Regions from separate parts of the Danio rerio genome. Here region 2 is linked to region 1. Evidence: chromatin contacts called from public Micro-C data. All regions are on one chromosome and are shown on one strand. Each heading gives the region's core, a stretch centred on a gene start, on an enhancer-like site or on the middle of the called end of the contact. The rest is flanking DNA. Distances are from core to core; before and after follow the strand shown. Region 1 holds the start of stx8 (syntaxin 8). Region 2 overlaps pik3r5 (phosphoinositide-3-kinase, regulatory subunit 5).

Evidence for each region. Hi-C and Micro-C count contacts between places; a contact is called where the count stands out from the background.
Region 2: a Micro-C map of caudal fin shows a contact between it and region 1, with 9 times the contacts expected there. The contact joins the enhancer-like site here to the promoter of stx8 in region 1. A contact is called at or near these places in 1 of 18 Hi-C or Micro-C datasets (caudal fin) and 2 of 4 datasets of contacts at active chromatin or transcription factors (caudal fin and embryo).

Annotation. Positions count from the first base shown.
Region 1 is chr6:25,756,995-25,764,050 of GRCz12tu, forward strand. stx8 (syntaxin 8) reads left to right here and starts at 5,719. Exons shown (of 8, transcript NM_200375.1): 1 at 5,719-5,820; 2 at 6,206-6,305. The coding sequence starts at 5,804.
Region 2 is chr6:26,016,353-26,023,105 of GRCz12tu, forward strand. pik3r5 (phosphoinositide-3-kinase, regulatory subunit 5) reads left to right here. Exons shown (of 18, transcript XM_009302367.5): 2 at 557-667; 3 at 2,906-3,006; 4 at 3,253-3,321; 5 at 4,441-4,579; 6 at 4,923-4,992. The coding sequence starts at 568. Among named protein-coding and RNA genes, the nearest start is that of pik3r5, 19 kb to the left of the region's middle. Within about 2 kb of position 4,524, at least 12 of the 62 cell types and tissues checked have an H3K27ac peak or open chromatin away from gene starts, as enhancers often do.

The sequences.
Region 1 (7,056 bases), core at 4,469-6,968:
TGCAATAAAATAATAATAATAATAAATAATAATAATAAAAAAAATGTATGATAAAGATAATGATAATGTTATATAAATCATATTGTTATGCAATGTTTTATTTTATTTTATTATTAAAATTAAGTATGGTCTTACTGGAAATAAAAGCAAAAAGTATGATTATTGTGACAAACCATGGTAAAATGTGTTTAATCATGATTGTAGATATTATTTAAACATTGATTATTATTTCTTACTAGAATTGAATAATCCTTTTTTTAATCAATGCTGGCTAAGAATCTATAGAGCTAAGAAAGAAAGCTCTCTTATGATCCTTTCTGATTTGCATGGATGAATTATTATTATTATTATTAGTAGTAGTAGTAGTAGTAGTAGTAGTAGTAGTATAACCTTCATTTTACTACGAAAGAAGAACATTGTGATTAAAAATCTATTTTTTGAGAGTGTCCAGGCTAAGATTAATAGTACACAACTGTTTCCTTTGTCTTTTGATTATTATTTTTGATGTGGTGTTTATTCTCTCTACCTTATGGTGTAGTGATTTTGCTCTTGGTCTGACAGCAAATGATCTTCTAAAATCATCCAGTCCTACATCTTCTGTCACATGCATAGAAAGGCCTTATTTAACTTCTATCCGTGTCAGGCTTTCTTATGAGAGATCGAGAGCATGCCACACTCTGTCTCCTTTACACACTGTATTTTACCGTCACCCTGCACATTATCAACATATTTGTGGAGCCAAAAAGGAACATTAATCAAGGCCACCAGTTCACATTACAGAGACTTAAACAAAAATTATCTTCACAGATGTGTTTTTTCTTTGTGATGGCCTGAGAGACTTGTTGATGACCAAGTGCCTGAAGTACTACAATAAACAGTGGATAGTTTTAGATATCTGTATCTGTAGATATCTGATGTGAAATAACAAGGTAAAAGGTTTATATAAAATGTGTTTTTTTTTTTTTTTTTGAAAAAAAAAAAACATACAATGTATTATCAATGTTGACAGAATAATATATATATCCAAAAAAAAAAAAAAAAAAACGTATGTAAAATTAGCTATGTAAAACTGTGTTGCAACAACTCTCAAAACAAAGACAAAATCTGTCCATTTGGAGCGTTGCAGAATTGTTTATACTGGATACATATTTTTGACGGGTGCTTTTTCCAGGAAATTCAAACATATTTCAACATATTGTCATTTATTTAAACACTCATTAGTTTGGGTTTAAAACAAAATTGTCATGTTTAAAATGCAGGCTAAAGTGTGTGCTCTCACTACTCACTTAAATGGGTTCAATCTTTTTTTGATGTGTAATAGTTGATAAAGATCACTTTACTTATATACCATAAAAGGCTTGACATGTTGTTTTGCTAACATGTTCACATGTTTTGCTAATAAGAATTCACTGCAATGGCTGATGTTGTTATGAATCACTATTGTTTATTTTATAATTTGATAATATGATTTTATTACAGTTGGTTATGGACAGCAGTCAGGTTATGAGTCGTCGTTCAGTCACAACATTTTAACTGGTTGAATTTTCCAGTCATTACAAGTAGTAATAAATGTATTTATTTATTTATTTAAATGTATTTACAAATAAATAAATGTATTTATGTTTAAGTTAATCAATGAATTAGACAAATAGGTTAATGTGTATAACATGTGAAATGACCTAACATAAATTAACCAACTACTGTATGTGTTAAATTTATAACCAGCATGCAAAGGTTTGGTCCTGTTGTCAAAGCTTAAAAACAGCGCAATTAGGTTAATTATTATCATAGTGGGCAGCACGGTAGCTCAGTGGGTAGCATAATCGCCTCACAGCAAGAAGATTGCGGTCTTGGGCTCCTGCTGGGTCAGATGCTGTTTCTGTGTGGAGTTTGCATGTTCTCCCCTTGTTCGTGTGGGTTTCCTCCGGGTGCTCCAGTTTCTCCCACAGTCCAAAGACATAGGTGAATTGAATAAGCTAAATTGGTGTATGGGTGTGTCCCGGTGTTGGGTTGCAGCTAGAAGGGCATCCGCTGCGTAAAACATATGCTGGATAAGTTGGCGGTTCATTTCACAGTGGCGACCCCTGATTAATAAAGGGAATTAGAAAAGAAAATGAATGAATGAATAAATGGAGGATGTTACAGGAGCTTGCAACATACACAGTAAAAATTGCTGGGTTACACACAATCGATTGTTGAGACAAAATGAAAGAATTTATTTAGTTAAGTTATTAGAACTTTTTAGTTTTTACAATTGTAAGTGGATTGTAAAATTAATTTACAATTAATTACAATTACAATTAATTAACTGCCCCCCCTCGAAAACCCCAAGAGTAGTGTTGTTTCGGCTCATTTTAAATATGTTTTTTGAAAAAACATCAAGCATCATTTTTTGAGTGTACAACTATTAGTGTAAAAAGTGAAATATAAATTATTTTACAAAAAAAAAAAAAAAAAACTAAAATGCAAAAAATACCATTTCCTATACTAATTTTCATTGCTTTACAACACATCACACACAACCATCAATTGTGATTTGTGTAGGTGAATTTGCTTTTCACATTTTCTACTAGTCAACAACTATATGTTTGGAAAAAAATTATAAAATTAATAGACCAGTTTATTGTCTTCCATGACTTCAGTAAGCTGTATTTTGGCAACCTATAGATTGTGTAAAAACTATTGGGTAAAATGGTAGTGTGTGGGATCAAACAGACTTAAAAACCTAGTTTACAAAATTAGTGCAAACACATCAAAACAATCAAACAAATAAACACAATAGGCTTGAGCTAACTACATTGTCTACTGTTCATTCATCTCCAAGTCTCATATTCAGCAGCACAAGCATCTTTATATATATACTTTTTGGTGAAAGTAGACTCTCATTAAAATGACTACTTCCACAACAATAGAAAAACAACCAACCAACATGGACCAACATATTCAGCTGCATTCAGCAGTTCAGTTCTAGAGGTAGGCTATACGTAAGCCAAACAGAATCTGCTGACAGTTTTTGCTGCTTCTGCGCAGAATTTTGTAAAAAATCAACAGATTTGGAAGTATCGTAACTACAAGCTTAATATATGATATAAAAACAATACCTTTTTAACTTTTAATGTTTACAATGCATATTTAATTAGATCCACTTATTTAGTAAACAAAGTAAGTCTCTCCTATAATATATCTACTAAAGACAGAAAATATCACTTTACAATATATTGTAAATAAACCATATGAATATTCTCATATTTGTCAATAATGTTACTGAAATTGATTAAAAAAATTATTAAACATAAATTTACACATTCAAAGTAAATAAGTAGACTCAATAATGGACTAAAAATTGGTTCAAATTGGCAGATTTTTGCATGCGCAGATTCCGTGTGGCCCTAGCTATAAGTTAAAGTAACATAAAATGATAATAAAAATACAGATAGAAATCATCATCTATTTTAGTTTTTACATAACAACATGTCAGCTTGTCCCATTATATATATATATATATATAAATATATATATATATATATATATATATATATATATATATATATATATATATATATATATATATATATATATATATATATATATATATATATATATTCATTCATACATGTTCTTGTCAGCCTTTATTAATCCGGGTCGTCACAGCGGAATGAAACACCAACTTATCCAGCAAGTTTTTATGCAGCGGATGCCCATCCAGCCGTCCATCTCTGGGAAACATCCACACACACTCATACACAATTTAGCCTACCCAATTCACCTGTAACGCATGTCTTTGGACTTTGGGGGAAACCGGAGTATCCGGAGAAAACCCACGCGAAGGCAGGGAGAACATGCAAACTCCACACAGAAACACCAACTGAGCCGAGGTTCGAACCAGCGACCTAGCGACCTTGCTGTGAGGCGACAGCTCTACCTACTGTGCCACTGCATATATATATATATATATATATATATATATATATATATATATATATATATATATATATATATATACTTTTTTCATAACAAGAACAATAGCATACAAAAATGAGGAATACAATGCTTACATTTTTCACATCAAAGAAACAAATCAGTAGAAAACCAAACAGATTGGAGTACAATATCATTATTGTACCAAAGAAATTGTTACAATAATGATATTATATTGGTGAGACAGTTATTAAAAAATAATGGACAACTTTTTAATTATTGTGAATTTCTCAATTATTTTAAAATCCCTATAACTGCTAAAGGACTTGTTCAGCTCTTATCCGGTTACCGTATGAAGTTTTTTTTTATTTTTTATTTTTTTTATTGAATACAAGAATAATAACATCACTGCATTGAAGAAAAAATACAATAATAAAAAATAAGAAAGAAGACAGAGAGAAAAAAAAATACACAGCCTCAATCATTAAGAAAAAAAATTGTCATAAGCTTTAAGAAACTTCTTATTATTATAATTAATAAGCTTAAGAGATTCAATATTGTACGAAATTTCAACAAGGAAAGTATTAAAATAGGTATTGTTTTTAGAAACTTGTTTTTGTGTATAAAAAATTTACAGAGTAACACAAAAAACAAAATTACAATAAGATCGAGAGCATGATCATCATCCAAGAAATACAGAAATATATCTTTTATAGACAAATTTAAATCATGTTTAAAAATGGATGATAAATAAAAAATAATGTAATTCCAAAGATGTTTAATGTGAATGCAACTATAGAATAAGTGAAATAAAGTCTCTTCATGTATATTGCAGAAAGTACACAAATTAGATATATCAAAATAATTAGCAATTTGGGAATTTGTAGGATAAACATTATGCAAGATCTTAAAATGTATCTCTCCTATTTTGTTGGATATGCTGAATTTGTCAGGTAATAACCATAAAATTTACATCTTGGGGTGGTATATACAGAGGAATGTAACAATCGTCTGACATGTCTGTTGTCACATTTTTTATCAAAAAAAGACACTCCATCCAAAAAAAGTTCAGGCATAATTGTTTCCCTCTCATTAAAGTAAACAAAAGTCTTAAATAAATGCACATAACTTTGTGACAAACTCTTTAGAACACAGTTGAAGGATTAAGCTGGCAAAGAGAAGTTATACAATGTCATAAATTATTCATATTCCAAAATATTGCCATCATTTTAAAATAAGTCCAAAACAAAAACAATTCCTCTTTCAAACCACTTATCAATAAAAAGAGATTTCCCACGAGTTAAGACATTAGAGTTATTCCAAAGAATTTCTTTGTGTGGGGAAAAATTGTGCACGTAACACAATTTCCAAGCAAGTAAAGCTTGTTTGTGAAAATTACAGAGGGAAATTGGCAATTTAGAAGGGATTAAATTACATTTTAAAAGAAAGTCTAAGCCACCTAATTTATCAAATATAACATTGGGGATATGGTAGCAAATTGAATTATTACTACGGAGACATCTTTGTAGCCAATTAATTCTAAATGAGCTATGCCTAATTAAATCTTTGAAATTTAAAACCTCTAATCCACCCTCTGAGCGCCTATTAGATGAGACTGATTTTCTAATTTTATGGGTTTTATTCTTCCATATGAAGTTCAATAACACTTTATTTACATAATCAGCAATTTTGTCATTGATAAAAAGAGACATCGCAGGACAAACACAACGAGACATCGGTTACCGTATGAAGTGTGTCTATGAAAGGCCACCGTATGACGTCGTTCCTTAACAGGAAGTGGCACTGCGCAGTTTATGTTGATGTGATTTTGCTGTGAGTTTCTGCTAAAACGCTTTTTGCAAACTCGAAACAAAAGTACCGCAACATGTCAAAAGACCTTTGGTGAGTGCCTATACTATTATTATTTACTGTCATGTTAGATCTGCATGTCAGGACAGTACGTTAGACTTCAGACTTCAACACTATTAATTTAGTGCATCTGTAACTGACAGTCAGATCAGTTTAACTTTAACGCTAGACTAATTTATCTATTTTTTTTTCTACTCCCCAGGGCTCATTTTACCCTATACTTTAATTGATCAATTATGTTTTCGTTCACATATTGCTGTTTTTACGCGTCTTGTAAAGGTTGCCAAGCCGGTTAGCTGACATTTGATTGTCACATGATTGTGTTGATGACAACCTTGTGATTTAAATAACTGGAAACCCTTATCTCATGATCCCCATTGGAAGATTTTGATAAGTGTAATCTGTGTTTTGTTTACAGGTTAGAAAATTATGATGCAGCTTGTAGGCTGGCTCAAGAAATTGCAGAAAACATCCATGAAAGAAACAGACAGCAGAGGACTGGAGGAAACCCAGCCAAGGCAAGGCAGGATTTGATTGTTTACATCAGGGGTCTCAAACTCAATGGCGGGGGGCCATATTAGTGACTGACGATTCATATGAAGCACAAGAAAAAAGTGGAAATCTGATGTAATACATTCTTACACTCATACATTCTTCCCCAGTTTATCAAAACTCCTTTTAGTTTCTCGTTGTATATGTTGAAGGGGTTGTTTAAATTGTTATGAAAATACCACATTATATAAGCATAATAATCATAATTATGTCCCAATCAATTGTTGCTTTACCAGATGTTTAACCGATAGCGTAAAACATCAGAAAAGAGTTTGAATAACTTTGTTGATTGTACTGGCAATTGTTCTTCTCAATGTCCTTCTTTTTTTTTTAAACTACAAGAGAGGAAACGTTTTTATGTATGTATTCACGTTTACTTTAACATGTGCAATTTAGCCAGCAGTAAAATTTTACTAATGCACATTTTTTATACAATTCTTAATATGCATATTAGAAAAATATATTAAGGATACATTTTTGAATTGAATATTAGCAAAATAATCATATTTACACTACTAACATAACGTGTAAGCCTTGAAGAGGTGTTTGTAAAAATAGAGCACGTACAGACATATGTTTCAACTTTTACATTAGCCCCAGAAATAATCTGCATGTGCATTACTCTCAACTGCACACTGAGAGAAACAGAAAGTAACCTGCATATATTGTACAGTACTTTAAATGTCCTGTAGGTGGGGGTCAAAAACATAAGAGGCT
Region 2 (6,753 bases), core at 3,274-5,773, 260 kb after region 1:
TGGGCTCTCTGTTCCCAGACTATATACAGTATAGTATATGTGGCGGTGTTTATTTCTAGATGGCAGGTGCACAGCAGTAAATGGCAGGAACTTTATATGTTACCAGGAAGGAAAACAACAGTAGTACAATCCCCTTAATTATCCCTAAACATGATATTCCCTAGAAATTCTCCGACACCGGGTAGAACATTTTCCTAAATCCCTTTATCATTTACAGATATGCAAAGGATGCTGCATGTTTACTTCCCTGGTAGGAGACAGGCAGATGTGCGTGCGTTTGTTTATGTAGATGCCATTCCCTGGAATGATAGACATTTTATTGACGCTCGTCACTACTTCATTCTGGTTACACAAACGGAATGTAGAGGCTGAAACTGCATTAGAAAGCATTTTTCTTTGACTTATTTGATTTTCCATTTAAATTTAAGCAAGTAGTTCCCATGCCGTACATAATACTTTTTTGGTAACAAATTTATCAAGAATTAAGATCAGATGGGAGCCAGTGTGTTCGGTCATTTCTTTTTCTTTAGATAACCTCAAATGTTTTTTTTTAAAGTTCCAGTGAAGATGCAGCACACATCGTGCACAGAGGACCGGATCCAGCATGCTCTGGACAGATGCCTCGATGGACTCCGGCCATCGGAAAACCTGTCACAGTCTTGGAGCGGTAAGCTGATGATGGGCCACTGCTGCTCATGGCTCACTTTTGCTTAACGTCATTGTTTTTCATTTCAATGTTTAACTTCTGTTTTGTAGAATTTCTTTATGTGTTCTCCTTTTGTCATTTTCCGCTTTGGTTTTAGATGAGCATGTTTTGCAGATGTAAATAAAGGGCATATTTGGTCTGCTAGCAAATGTATTATCTGCGCTGTAAAACCCGACAGTCAGCTTTATCTAGTGAAATGAGTGTAGTTAGCTCAAAATTTACTGAAAGTTAATTCTACTCATTTTAGAAGAGTTTTGAACTCAGGGTTGAAGGTAATTAGTTAATTAAATACCTCATTACTTCAACTTAAATTGAGTAAGTTCACAGTAGCTTTTTAACTCAAATGGTTTGTAGCAATCGGTTTCCTTACACTTTGAGTTGCCTTAACCTATTGGGTTTTACCCTACTCAGATGGTTTGAGTTCTCTTCATTTATTTGGTTTTACTGTGCTTAAATTGTATTGTTTACTCAAATGGATGAAGTTCACAGTACTCATTAGGGTTAGTTTTTGTACGTAAATGGCTTGCTGCAATCAGAATCCTCAATAGTTTGTTACCTTAACTTATTGGGATTTACAGTGTGTAATATATGTAAAACGTAATATCTCAAAAATCAAAATATTATTTTGTCTGAATCCAAGAACTAATTTCACAATATACAGTATTTATATATGTTTAGACATCTCTTTTAAGGAGAGTAAAACACACACCCACACAGAGATATACCATCAGAAATAAAAGAAAATATTATTAATAGGAAAACCCCCCCGCGCAGAAAGTAATGTCTGTCTGTCAGGTCTATAAATTTTTAATAAATTGACTTGATGAAAATGTTACTTTTAGTTTTGTTATAAAGCATTTAAAATTTGTTAAATAATTTTTAAATAGGACTGGGCAATTAATCAAAAAGTAATGTCCAGGTCCATTTTTTCAATTACTTGCCATGCTGTGCGTGGAGTCATGGGACCCCGCTCTGTCAGTTATACTTACTATATTATGATTTATGCTTATTTTATTATTCTGATGTTATACTTCTGCCTTGCACATATGTGCAGTCCAGCGCAGCCTTCGCATACATGTGCACCTCCTAAGAAATGTACTTACACTTCACGACAACATGTATCACAAGTTTTGTGATGTTGGTTTGGTAGTGGCGATGACATAGAGTGGGTGGCATAGAGAGATGCGTTTCAGGCAGTGTGTGTTTTAGTTTCAGTTGTTCAACATTTATGTTCAAAAAAAATAAAAAAAACATAGATAGTAGAGAGTGTGTTTCCTTGAATTTTTCTAAAATAGATAAATAAAATATTCATTCATTAATCGTAATCGAGTTAAAATGTTCAATTTATCGAGATTCTGATTTAATCCAATTCCCCCAGCCCTATTTAAAACATTTTCCTTTATTTTTCTTTATTATTCCCGTGTATTATCCTACCCATGTCTTTGCTTGATTTCACCAAGGGTATAAATACTCTGTATTAATTGTGTGTTTCCTCTGGTTGGTGTTTTACAAATGCGGAAACAGTTTTTATTTTTTTTTTTTAATCCTGTAATTTTGTATTTTTACTCATAAATTCTAATGATGCTGTTAAAAGTCTGAGCTCTGCAGAATGTGACAAAGTTGATATACTTAGAGAGATGTTATTATGAAAAAGCCTTCTAAAGGAAATGCATTATTTGACACCTTTACTAGAGCAGGAAGCTGCAAAGTCCTTCTAGTAAAACAAAATTGTTGACATCAGCCAATGCAGCTCTTTAAGAAGACAGCAGGAGTTGCCATATATACATCAGTTCACCACAGTTCATGTTGCAAATTGTAGATTTGAGGTTACGCGTAGTCACGAAAACCAATATGATCTGTTGCTCTCGAATTGTGCACCGCAATATGTTCTTTCTCAGAACTCAGACCAAAACTGCGCATCACCATTTAGAGCAGGGAACCCCTTGACCTGACATGAGCAGTGCAGATTTTAGGATAATGGGCTTGTTAACGTGTCCGATAATTAAACAGTCCTTTCCTGTCAGGTGTGTATTTTCAGATCGATTCTTGCCCTTTATTTGTGACTCATTAAGTGTTTTTTGAGGTCATGCATACTAGCAGGAGACTTGTTTACTAGATTTCAATTTGAGGTGTAAGTAACACTTTCACTATGAAGGTTCTCATGTGTTTTTCTCTATGCATGTTTTTGTGTGTGTACAGCGGGCTGGTGTATGAACCGCTGGAGTCTAGAAGAGCTGATTAAAAGAGACCCCGATAATTTTCTCATTCTGCTGCAGCAAATTCTCAGAAAAGCCAGAGAGGTGAGAATGTTTGTATGAATGCGCACCATAGCTGAATACTGCACCCGCAGTGTTACTTTCAGTCACGTTTCTCTAGTGTATGCCCCCTTGTGGGCTCTGCAGTCTTTGACAGTTTAACTTTTAGTCTAAGATTTTAGTGTTAATTAAGCAAAATTATAAAATTTTAAATTAGGATGTTATTGAGGACTTTTTTAAAAGTTTGTTTGCAAATTGTTGATGGTGTGTATGTTTTCACTGCTGTTTTAGGTTCAGCAGGAGTGTCATTATGAGCTTGTGGCCCCTTTGGCTCTCATGTTTGAGTCCACACTACTGCAGGTAAACATCATGGATACTGGAGTTGATTGTTTTGGAATTCATTTAAAAAGATAATCAGAAAATATCCATATATCTCCATTCACCTTTGTAGGTTTTGGGTGTTTAGTGTGATTTTAATTTTTTTTACTTTTAATTAGGTTCAGTTATACATTTTCAGGAAAACATTATTAAAGCGATTATGAAAATTGTCAATAAAAAGTAAAAGAACATTTTTTTTATATTATCACATTTTTTATTAATTTGATATAATGTTTTAGTTTAGTCATTTACTTAGTTATGGGCATTTAATTATGCCTTCTCCACTGCATAAAACTGGATTTCTTTGTTACTTCATTAAAACCTTAAAATTTACCATGACTTTTCACTGCTTCACTGCTTTATTTGTTCATTTATTAATTAAGTTATTTATTTATTTATTTATTCGTTCAGTCATTCATTTTACTCAGTTTCATTTAGTTTCTTTCTTTCAGATTTACAATTTGGAAAGAATAATTTTTTTACTTTTTTTAAATATAAAACAATTTACTTTTTAAATTCACTGTTTTTTGCCTCACTAAATTAAGTTCAGAAACCCATGTACATTTTCCCTATTTATTTCAACTGTTTTGCTGCTATTTATCTTGCAGCGTATAATTAAATAGTTAAAAGGAGCTCATTTTCTTTGGTTTCAGGCTTTGTTATAAAAATTGCTTTAACCCTTTAACTATCCCACCAAAAAAAAAAAAAATTTGGATTCCGTTTCTTTACTCCTAATGTTGCTAGTTAACATACTTAATGCTTTTTTTTGTTTTATTTTGTTTTGCTTTGTTTTTTTTTTGTTTGTTTGTTTGTTTGTTTGTTTGTTTGCTTTGTTTTTTACAATAAAGTCAAAATGGAGTGTAGTAGTGCAACAGGATGTTTTAGTTTTTTTTTTTTTTTTGTAAACAAACAATGCTGCGTGTGTAATTCTTTAAATGACTTTAACAGTCATTATTTACAACAATAAAAGCATGTTCAATCTTTTGGTAGAGGGGCAGTCAAAGGGTTAAGACTGAAATTTTGGGACTTCTTTCATTCATTCATTCTCCAAGGAGCTAATTCAAAAAGCTAAATCACATCTGTCTCTCTTCCTCTTTGCAGATGCCTCTTTGTCCATCCAGTGAAAAGGTTCTGACAGAGGCATGTGAAGTGTTTCATGGCTTTCTAGCATGGCCTGAGCCCTACTGTAGTGTGTGTCGTAACCTGCTCTCCACACTGCATCAAGAGCTTCGAGCTCCAGGTACCACATTCACATCAGTAATCACAATAAAGACTTAGTTTAATCACCAGCACACACAGCTGAGCACATTAATAAAATAACAGCCCATTAAAATTGTCTTAATTCACTAAATAATTACAATAACCGCTCAACTGCAGTGAAATGCTGCCTCTCTGTGGTTTGGAAAAGCGCTGCAGCTGTTGTCAAAAGCGAGCTTTTCACTTTTTGATCAGTTTTGTGAGCACAAGCAGTTCCTTAGGAATTACTTAACATACTTAAACGTCAGTACATTCAAGATTTTGATGTTACATAATGTTGTAACTTGATGAAATTATGTGTTCTTGTGTGTGTTTGCCTGTATCAGGGATTTCGTACCACAGACTGGTAAGAGAGGAACAAGGCCTTGCCACCTCCAGTCAGCGTTCTAAGATCATGTGAGTGTGTTTCCACAGAAGTAGGAGGAAATCCTGTTGTGTCAGTTATTGCTCACCCCTTTGTGGTTGCAAACTTTACCCCTCATTTCCTGTGTCAGTTCTTGGATATTCTGAACTTAGTTTTTTTATTATTATCAGTTTGTTTTAGCATTTCTCTGAGAAACCAGACACAATAGCAGAAAATATCTCCCAAAATAGAGTAGAAAAATGCTTTTCCTACTTAGTTTTTCTCTTGTTTGTAGTCCAAATATCTAAAAATCTGTAAATCAAGAAGCGTTTCCTAGACAAGAGAAACATCTAGGGACCTATCGTACACCCGGCGCAATATAGTGCAAGGCATGACGCAATTGTTATTTGCTAGTTTCAGCTTGGCGCAAGAGTCATTTTGACATTTTGCGCCAAGCTGTTTAAATAGCAATAGCATTTGCGCTCATATGTGCGCCCATAGGCATTCTCTAAAAAAGCAGGCGTGTTTTGGTGCGTTGCTATTTTGAGAAACTGTAATAGCCTTTTTTTTAGACCAGAACAAACCCGGTCAAACTCCGGCACAGAGTGCGCCTCGCTTACACACTGCTTAATACACAAGATGTGGAATACGCAAATTTCTTTACATATATATATATATATATATATATATATATATATATAAATGAAATATTAAGGATATATAAAGGCTATAATAAGGATATGTATAGGATATAAATATAAAGAATTAAAATATTACAAAACATATTATTTTCTAGGCAATATGAATTTTAAAAACCACTGCCTTGAATCCTTCATCTCAGGAGGCTTTTTCAGTTCATTCAATTTGCTTTTGTATAATGTTATTATTATTAGCTGTATTATTTATTATATCCATATTTATATTTGTTTTATTAAAAACAAGCTTAGATTTGTCCACCTGTCAGGTTTTAGACCATATGGGGGATAGCAGGTATATTTGGAAATAACTCAGTATTTTGAGCACACTTCGTTATTACTGTTCATTAATTCGTTAGCTGGAAATTAGAACTGAACTTTTAACAACTGGCTTTTAAAGGGAATGGGAGATGAGACTCTGATTGGTTTATTCTCAAAACACACCTATAACTCATTAAGAAAATAAACTCAACCCTTTTAGACCATGTGCCACGGCGCAAAGCAGATTTTCCTGTCCTTAAAATAGCAAAAATGCATTCTGACATGCCCTGAAAGTGTTTGCGCCCTGCGTTTTGCGCTCTGCGCATGGACCGTCAAAATAGAGCCCATTGTCTTCTTTTCAGAAGTTTTTTAAAAGCAAAATATAAAATAAATTATTTTTATTAAATAATGTAATAAAAAGGTATATTCAAGTTTTTATAACATATTGACAGTAACAAGTCCTACACAGTGGCCAGAGGGCCAGAGAGTCATTCTTCTTGCAGAATAGTGGCCAGGTCACTACATGATGGTAGTGGAAGAAAATGTTTCCTGACTCTCTTCTTCAAAACACCCCAAAGTGGCTCAATAATGTTTAGATCTGGTCACTGTGCAGGCAATGAGATATGTTCACACTAAACTATTACAATCTTTAAACCACTCTGTCACTAATCTTGTTCTGTTTATTGGTGTATTATTATCAGGTCTTTTACAATGGTTCGGTAGTCCTTGGCAGTGATGTGCCCATTTAGCACAAGTATAGGGTCCAGGCAATGCCATGATATTGCAGCCCAAACCATAACTGGTCCAGCCCCTTGCTTCACTTGGCATGCAACAGTCTGGGTGATGCGTTTCCTTGGG